Linked DNA regions of Gossypium arboreum: region 1 is linked to region 2. The links are chromatin contacts, called in public Hi-C maps. All regions are on one chromosome and are shown on one strand. The core of a region is the stretch at or near the end of the contact, and the rest is flanking DNA. Distances in the headings are between cores, read along the strand shown.

What was found. Hi-C and Micro-C count contacts between places; a contact is called where the count stands out from the background.
Region 1: a contact with region 2 is called in a Hi-C map of leaf, with 2.0 times the contacts expected there. The contact joins the promoter of LOC108451132 here to the promoter of LOC108457218 in region 2. A contact is called at or near these places in 2 of 5 Hi-C or Micro-C datasets (both in leaf).

Annotation. Positions count from the first base shown.
Region 1 is chr7:62,933,253-62,937,723 of ASM2569848v2, reverse strand. LOC108451132 (ABC transporter C family member 5-like) reads right to left here and starts at 2,398. Exons shown (of 12, transcript XM_017748863.2): 1 at 1,700-2,398; 2 at 1-1,375. The coding sequence starts at 1,246.
Region 2 is chr7:62,638,348-62,643,415 of ASM2569848v2, reverse strand. LOC108457218 (receptor-like serine/threonine-protein kinase ALE2) reads left to right here and starts at 1,534. Exons shown (of 9, transcript XM_017756155.2): 1 at 1,534-2,289; 2 at 3,200-3,271. The coding sequence starts at 2,220.

The sequences.
Region 1 (4,471 bases), core at 1,149-3,648, 290 kb before region 2:
TCCGATACACCATTGCTGTCAGAGCTGATCTAACATGCATACCCAAAATGTCAACCCCAAGATACCACTGCCTGGTTGTTAGTGTCTCTAAGAGCTTTGATACAAAAAATATTCCAGCAAGCACATAACCTTCATGAGGAAAGGTCTCTTTCCCTCCCAGATAATCAACAAAGTAACTTATCATATACGGACCCACATAGGAAACGAGCGTGTTCAACAAAGCAAAGACAGCATTACCAGCTGCTTCCTTCCAGAATGACCTCAAAATCGCCCAAGCCAAAGAAGGTTGATTTGATAGGTTTTCGGCCTTCATTTTTTCCCAATTTGAATTTAAAACCTTGTAATTTGTCTTGGAACGGTCTTTCGGTGCAAGAAGGGGAATATCTTTAAGCTCAAGTGGTCTCTTGGCGCCAATTGAAAGAAGTGGGTTTAGCCAAGAAAGTATAGCCAAACTGAAGAGCCCAGCATCAGTATAAGGAGTTACCTTAAGACATCCTGCCTCATCTTCAAGCAATGGCTCCTGAAGGTCGGAGTTTCTATACAATTCTATACCGGTTGCACCTCTAATTGCAACAAAGCAAAGAAATGCAAGAGCCGGTGTTACAACAAAATTGGCGACAACATGGGAAGTCAAGTGGTTCGAACCATACACTAAAAGTGATTTTCCATCGACATACAAGGTACAGATGCAAATCACAAAAGAAATAAACCACCATACCCTCAACAACAATGGGAATTTCTCGAGCACCTTAAACTTACAATGAAGAGCTAAAAAACTCAATACAAACCAAGCTAAACCTTGAGCAGCAGGCAAGGCAATAACAGACCAAACCACAACCTTCCCATCAACAGCCTCTCTTATCAAACCAAATCCATCAAATCCCAGCACCACAACTTGCACAAGCAGCACATAGAAACAACAACATACAGAGAATTTAAACCCAGTGCCGACAACAACATCTCCAACTTCAGCATCACCACTAATGCTTCTCCTAATTGGGCTTGAATTCCCAACAGAATCATCCTTAAGAAATCGAGTTCGACCGACACAGACAAGTATTTTCCTTGCAGATATTGTGAAAAGGAACACCAGGAGAAGTGTGAGATCGATGCAAATGGAGGATAGTTCCAAAATGGGCAAACCTTGCATCGTCCCCGCAAGGGAAAAATGTGGTTGTTGTCCGGCGGATGCTGGTGAAGAAGAAGAATGAGTCGCAATGCTATTGAGCAAACGAGTGAATCCCATTGTTGAAAAGGGTGAGTTTCGTGTGAAAGAGAGACCCAAAAAACAAGCTGAGTAGGCGGCTTTGTCGATGATGTCGATGAATCAAGTAAGAAGTGAGATCAAATCGTGTGAAGAAGGGCATCTCACCATCTGAAAGCAATGAAAGAGGCAAAACCACAACAACAAAAGGGTTATTTAGAGATAGAATCTACAGACTTACACATGAAAACAAATAGATTTTTTATAACACGGATAACGAAGACTGAAAACACAAACAGAAATGATTCCTTTTATTTCCACAAACTCATAGACACACTCTCTCTCTCTCTTTCGTGTCTCTCTATATGAGATATCTGGTGGAGAGACCCGAAGGAGACAAATAAAGGGACCAAAAATCAAAAGCAAAAAAAGAAAAGAAAAGAAATGAAAGAAAAAAACCCATATCTGAAACAAAAATATTAAATAAAACTGAACCTGGGTTTTTGTCCTCTGATCAACCTGAACAAGATGTCCCGACTCTCTCCTCTTTTTATTCCGAAAAAAGAAACAAACCCTTTTTTTGTGATATACAAAAGGAGTACCACTCCTACACCAGCATTCCAAAATACAGACGAATCGTCTTTGAATTGAATTAGATGCTGAGCAGCCTAAACCCAATAAGCCTATAAGCATGTAGAACGTAAACAAGCAAAGAAAAAGAAATATAAAACCTATATGAAATGTGTGTGTTAATATATAATATATGAAGAGAAAGAGAGAGAGAGAAATGGTTCCAGTGTCTCCCTCTTTTTTAAAGAGAAAATGTTGTGTTTTTTTATCTTTAAGCTCTGCAAAAAAGTCGTAATCGCCGTGTGTGAAAGTATGGGAGGTCTCTTTCTACAAAAATGAAGGATCTGTTTTAGTTATTAAGGCTTCTAATTTCTAGTTTTGTTGTTTTTACAAATTAATATATAATAATTAATAATTAATTGATTATAAAAAATGCCCACATTTTGATGTGTTGATGAGATCATGAAAAGGTTCTTCTCCTATAATGTCTTAATAAAGAAAACATTACTCATTAGATCATCTTTTTCTTTTCACCGTTACTCTGTGTTTTTGAGAAATTAACATAAAAAATAAAAGGGTTTTTGTTTGTTTCCACTTTTTCATTTGTGTTTGAGGTGGTGATGTGGTGGCAATGGCGGTGGGGCTGATTTCATTTTTAAATCTCATTTTTATTTTATTTTATTTTGGATAAATTTTAAAGTTAATATATAATTTTATTCAATTCTTACCAAATATAATTATTAATATAACATCATTTTATACTTATATATTATCAAAATATAATAAATTAATGTATTTATTTTTTCAAATATATATGATTGAATCAAAATTAAAGTTTTATGTATACTTGAACTAGATTCAAAATTTCATATATATAATTGCTCCAAATTAAAATTTATGTATCAAATTACATATTAAATTAAAATTTATGTATAATTTTGAGATTTATCTTTTAATTTTATAACGATTTTTATCAATTTGACTTTTATTCTTTTTCAAGTTAAATTTGGTCATCAAATTTTTTAAAAATTAAAATTGACTATTAATCTTCTTTTTAAAGAGTTGTTATAGTTATATATGCTATGAATTTTAGTCTATAAATAGACCTTAGTTACTCTAGATTTTACACAATAAAAATAATTTAGATTGAGAAAATTTTGTTATGGTGATTCGGATTTTTTTTTTTAATTCTCTCCATCTTTTGTACTATCTTTTTACTTGTTGTTTTTTATTCTCATATAAAATTTACATGATTGACATTTTCAATCCTTATTTTATTCACTTTGTTGATTGTTGAATCGGGTCTATCCCCTACAATTATCGTGCCTTAAATTATTTAAAATTGCAATCAAATCAATTATTAATAAAATAATTAAGGTTCCCGCATCGATCTCAAAATTCTTAAAATCAGGAGTTTAGGACTAAATTATTTGATTGGAATGGGATTGATCATCATCTTTGGCTTAGAATCAAAGAGTTTTCCTAGGATTAACGAGCAAGAAAAGGAGGCTTTTGGGGGTAATGATGCTTTAAATTTCTAAATTAAAGTAAAAAAACAAAGATTATTACCCAACTCCGCTCCCCACTTAAGCAGTCGAGTCGGGTACATGGGACCAAACTGTAAACCTTAGCGTCCTTTTTTCTGCCACACAGCACTTTTCGCATTTCCTTTGGCAGTTTCCTAAGGAAAAGAGAAAATGATGAAAAAAAGTTTTTGTTTGTTTCTCAGGAAAATAGCACATGTGGTGGATTCTGGAAGGGCTTGTCTTCACCCTTCATTTCATCACATTTTCTTTTTAAGAATTTAATATAAATAAATAAATTATTTTCTCTTTCTCATTTTGCTAAAAGTTAGCATTTAGCACGGTAGTTTTAGTTTACTCTAAACCAAAAAAAGTAAATGTCATTACTCTTTAATTTAATGATTTTGGCATAAATAAGCTTTGGTTTTGAAATTCACTTTTAAATTTTAATAATTTTAAATATAAAGCAAAAATATGATTATTTAATATATATATATATAATACTTTAAACACAATTAATACCAAGTATACTGGTAATATATTTTTTATTCTATAAGCGCTTTTAAAGAATTATTATATATCTCTTTTTTCAAAATACTTTTTAATATTAAACTATATTCTTATAGAGCACTTGTCAACCCTTATCTGTGCTTGAGGAGTCTAAAAAGTTCAGTGGCAATGTACCATTGTAATTACACAATGATAGCATGTTTGGATAACCATTGTAATTAACGAGTCTCACCGAATTTAGTGTAATTGAAGTACCCTAATTACACTTTTCAATTCTTAAGAGTTGGTGAGAATTGGAGTAATTACGTAATAAATTTAATTTTAAAAAATTATTTTTATACAAGTTATAAAAAAATTATATTATAAGTAGGAACATTTATAAATGTTTGGGATGGTTATGATAAAAAATTTCTTATATTATAAAAATAATTTGTGTAGCTTAAAAATTCTAAAGTTAAGGTCTAAAATAATATATTTATTTATAAAAAATTATGACAATTTGTTTATTTGTCCATGTTATATATTATAAAATAATATACTTATTCATAAAAAGAATGTTATAGTTTTTAACCATAACTTATTTATAAAATGTAAACTTTTAAAGTTATGGCAAAAATATATTATTTATAAGAAGTATTGTGAACGTGTTGGACAAATTATAAAA
Region 2 (5,068 bases), core at 285-2,784:
GATCTCGAGGGTCCATTATAGGGACTTTATGATTAAATCAAGATATGTATGTCATTTATTTCAAATTAATTGTAAATTGTCTGATATGTTCTGTAATGCCTCGTAACCCTGTTCCGGCGATGGTCTAGGGTTAAGGGGTGTTACAGCTCGCTCCTCTAAAATTGACGAGTTTCAGCAGTCGCCTTAGATGGACAAGATTTAATGACTTATCCGACATCATGATATCCTCGATGATCTGAAGGATGTACACTTAAGCGTATTGTTCTCTTTGTACTTTAGTCGAATCATTAACCAGCTCCGCTAATTTTTTTTGTATCCAAGCCATTTTGATTCGACCTTCGTAAATCATCTCCAGAACTGCACCCAAAAGATCTAAACATATGGCTCCCCAATCAGTGACTAAACAAACCCATTAACTACCAACTTATCCATGGGTAACCCCAATTGTAAATGCACGTCCTCTAGAGTGATAGTACACTCGTCGCTTGAAAAATGGAATGTGTGTGTCTCGAGTCTCCACCTTTCCACCAATGCGCTTATGAGTTTCGGGTCCAACTTACACTCTCAGCCTACAAGGGCCATGTGCCAAAAACTGGTTTCCCTCAAGTATGGTTCGATCAACGGTGATAGAGGACCGTGTAGATTACGAATATGACATTGTAAAATTCGATCTTCTACCTATTTACATAAAAATTATAAAAAACGTTAAGTTAAAATATAACAATGAAATAAAAAAATTAAACAAGATTAAAATTTATTTTTACCGTTTACAATTGATTGATGGAGATATGCTTGATATCAAGACGGATTAGAGACTCGACCATTGCTAAATTATATAGAACACGAAAAAATTTCTTAAAAATATTAATAAAAATAGAATAAAAATAGAATTTGAATAGAAATATAATTTTAGTAAAAAATTTAAGAGAGAATTTGAGAGATTTTTGAGAGTTTTTTGAGAGTTGATTGAAAAATTTGAGAGATTTAATAAAGAAATATGAGAAATGTGAGAAATTAGTAGGTGAGAGATTTATAGTTTCTTTTTTTAGTGTCAGGGGGGAAATGACTATTTAAAATAGTCGTTGGAAGTGACTATTGGGGAGGGGAAAAACGCACTGATCTGGAAGCGTTTTTCTAGTTTTCCCTTAAAAGCGACACCAATTGAAAGTGTTTTAGCAAATTCAGTCCATTTCCACCATTTTTTAAAAAACTGACCTATTTCCTTAATTTTTAAAAAAATGGCTTTATTCCATAATTTATCCCATGATTACCTTTCCCATTTTAAAAAATAATTATTCACTTAAAAATTACTATTTTAAAATTTAAAATCTTTGTTTAAAAAAAAACAAGTGAATGTCATGGATTTTAAATTTCAAAAAAAATTAACTCCGACAGACTCAAGTCAAAATTTATTCAACTTATTTAAAAAATTTAAATTAAATTAATAAAATAAAACTCTTGATCCAAGGCTCATTCTAATTTTGTTTGTTTGTATTATTTTTAAAATCAGAAATTGACCTAATTTTAATTTTCAAAATATGTTGGGAGTTTGCAAAACAGAAAACGGTTTGCCAAATTTCAAGTGACGGGAACAAACGGCTTCCAGGTTTGTCGTTTTCGACGGTGCGTTAAGAAAACGCGCTTGCATAGAAGCGCGTACCAGACAGCCATCATCAATTTCATGAAGCAGTTGCTTTTGCTGTAGGCTACACTCCAGTAATAAAGCACCTCCCCACCTTTCCAGCCCCCACTCCCACTCTCTGTGTCTCTCACGGACGCAGTTCTCCCTTTACTCTCTCAATTTTCTACTCTCATCCCAAGAATCCCTTTTCCATGTTCTCATCTCCCAAACTAGAAAGGAAAAGGGAAGACCTATTTTCTTCTCTGCATTGTTGCGTTAGATCTTTGCCGCATTTCATGGATCGACTACAATCACGCCGACTCTCATTCCCTTCATCTTCTCTCTCCTAGGGTTTTTGTTCCGTTTCTTTTACCTTTTTTTTGGAGGGGCGCTTGGCGGCGGAGCAGCTTAGGTTTTAGTTTTGTTTGGTTTAGTTATGAGGTGTGTCGTTTCGCTCGGAGAGAGCAACGGAGAGTTTGGCTGGCGGCGAATGGTCCATCGGAAACTTAGGAATCTCCAGTGTCTCTCCGACGACTCGCACGTTGTTCGAGTTGGTGTCTGACGATGGTTGCTGTGGACTCTGGTTCGGCGAGAGAAGATGCCTGCTTTGACTCTGTTCATTTTGCTTCTTGTTTACTTACCCAGCTTTCTCTCTTGTTCTTGTTTCGGTATCACTCTTTCTGGATACTTGCTCTTCTGCTTTTTTCTTCTTCTTTAATTTCGTTTTATCTGTTTGGTTGCGGAGCCAATAATAGATAAGGAAGGGAAGTGGACTAAAATCTAGTCCGAGTTAGCTTTTAATTTTATTTATAGAAATTAAGAAAAGGTCAGCATGCTTTATGAAGCTAAGTAGGCTTTGGCTTTACTGCTGATTGGCTCTCTTTATGTCTACTTAAACTTTCCACTATAACGTTTATCCTTTAGCTTAATCTTTCGAGTTCGCCAAAACTAAAGAAAGCGGAAAAAAGAAAATTTTAAAATGTAAAGAAGGGTTCGCTTTTTGAGTAATTTGTTAGTCCCCTGTTTTCTAATTCCATACAGTATCTTGAGAAAATAATAATAATTTGGAAAAAGGGATATCAGATGAGCTATTCATATCTTAGCCCTTTGAGGAATATACTATGGATAATATGGACGTCAGGAATAATTACATATTATTATTTATCCTAAAAGGTTAGCTCAAATTATAAGTGTTCTAATACCATTAAAGTTAACTGAGCTTCAATTATCAAATAATGTTCGTGAATTCCGGATTTCCTGTTAGTTTTCTTTGTTTTATTTATATTTTATTTTTCCATGGATGCTTCTTGAAAAGAGTATGAGCCTTAAATATTTGTATTATAGCTTCTGTATAGCAATGCTTTTGGGTACAATCCTTCTTGAGTAAACGGTCAAAATCAGTTACCCTTGGAAATGTTAAAATCTTTGTTATAGTTATCTAATTTCTTGTAATTTGTGGTTATTATGTGTTGCATGCAAATAGAGTTAAGGACATGTGTTGCCATAACGGTTACAATAACTATAGTTCATTAAGGAAGACTAACATCACTGCCATTTAATTTTTATCTTTTTTACCAGGACTGCAAATATTATTGTCTCCTTTACAACCAGTGCACCAGTTGTCTGCGATGGAAACAATCATTGATCATGGTAACAATTTATTTATCTTTAAATCTTAATGAAGTTGAATAAATTCTTTTGATTAATTTCCTGTCTAGACTTGAAATGATCAATTATTTATATCCAAGTAGGTAAAGCTTGATGTTTTATCCATGAAGCTATAATGTTAACTGAAAATACTTGATGTGATGTTTGGAACATGAATTTGAAAATTTGGATTTGGATTTCATTTGCCATATAAATTGTTAGAAGGAAATGCATTCCTTATGAATAAATTAGTTGGATTTCAAGATAAATATTTATTTGGAAAGTATAAAAAGCATGAATTTGTGAAGTTCATAAATTCTTTTAAGAATTTCAAATTCACTACTAAATAGGCATCCAACAAATCCATGGATTTGAGAAAAAATTATGAGTGTTACATTTGTATGTGTGTTATAACTCAATTTGCCCAATTTTTGAAATCCAAATCCAAAATTTGAAATTCAAGTTGTTGAATGCTACTGGGGAATTTTTTTAATGTAATTAATGTTTTTTTGTAGCCTAAGCTAATACCAGTCTAACTCGTGAAGAGTCTTATTGACGATGCCTTAGGGTTAGTTTACCATTGAGGTTGAACAGTGCTTTTAGAAAGTCAGGTGGAAATATATTTTTAAAAAGATTGACAGTGTTTACCATTAGGGGTGTACAAACGATTAATTCAGTTGGTTTGCTTGGTTTTTTAAACTTAACTGGTCATCATATAATAACCAAACTGACCTACTTATATAAACCGACCTAACGAACTGACTTAACATCGGTCGGTTAACTCGGTTAACTGACTTAAAAAAAAAAAATTATAAAATGTATATTTTAAAATAATGAATATATTGATATAATTAACCGACTTAACTGATTTATATATTATAAAATATAAATTTATCTAAAATAATTAGAAAATATTAAATATTAAGTCAGTCGGTTCGTATGTGAAATTCAATAATCAATAACTGATTGACACCAAATAAACCAACCTTACAACTGATTTAACCACTAAACCAACTTAACCAAATTAATCGGTTAAATCAATTAAATCCGTTTTAACCGATTTATGCATTTACTATTGCTCTCAAAAAGTGCTTTTGAGAAGATAAAATGTCTATTTTAGAGATGATGTTGTAAAGTAGAAGATATATTGAACTTCTTTAATGAGGATAAGAAGGTAATTTCTGCCAAAAGCACTTTTGCAAAAGCTTAAAGCTAAAAATTTTGGCTTTCTGGTTTGAGTTAAAATCACAGTTTAAAAACATGGTTTGGTTTGAAAATGTACTTGTTTACTATTGCATTTGGCTTAAAATCATGATTTGGTATGAAAAACACTTTTGAACCTCAATGGTTAACGGAGCTTTAATTTGTTGAACTTGCACTGAGCCATTTGTCTTCTCAAAGCTTACTTGGCAAGTATGAGACATGAAAAATGTACTTGAAGAGGAATCTGGTGTCTACATCAAGTTGATGGATAGTCTGTCCCAACTAAAAAATTGTTGTCAGTTTTAACAAGTTTTTTATTTTTGTTTTACAGTTTTATATGTTATTTTGCACTTTGCCCACTAATTGTTTTATCAAAAAAAGGATCTTCAAGGTTCTTTATGTATTCTGTTTAGAAGAGGAACTCTTACAATCTATTTGTGGAGTACATGTTAGTCATCACATAGGCTCTTTTCTTATACATTTTTGCTTCCCAATTCTTCAGTCTAATGGCATGTAAACTTAGAAAGCTTAAGTTGAAAGTTTTTCATGCCTACTTCCGGTTCTTCATAAGTCAATGTTATTGAAAGGTTCCTTGTC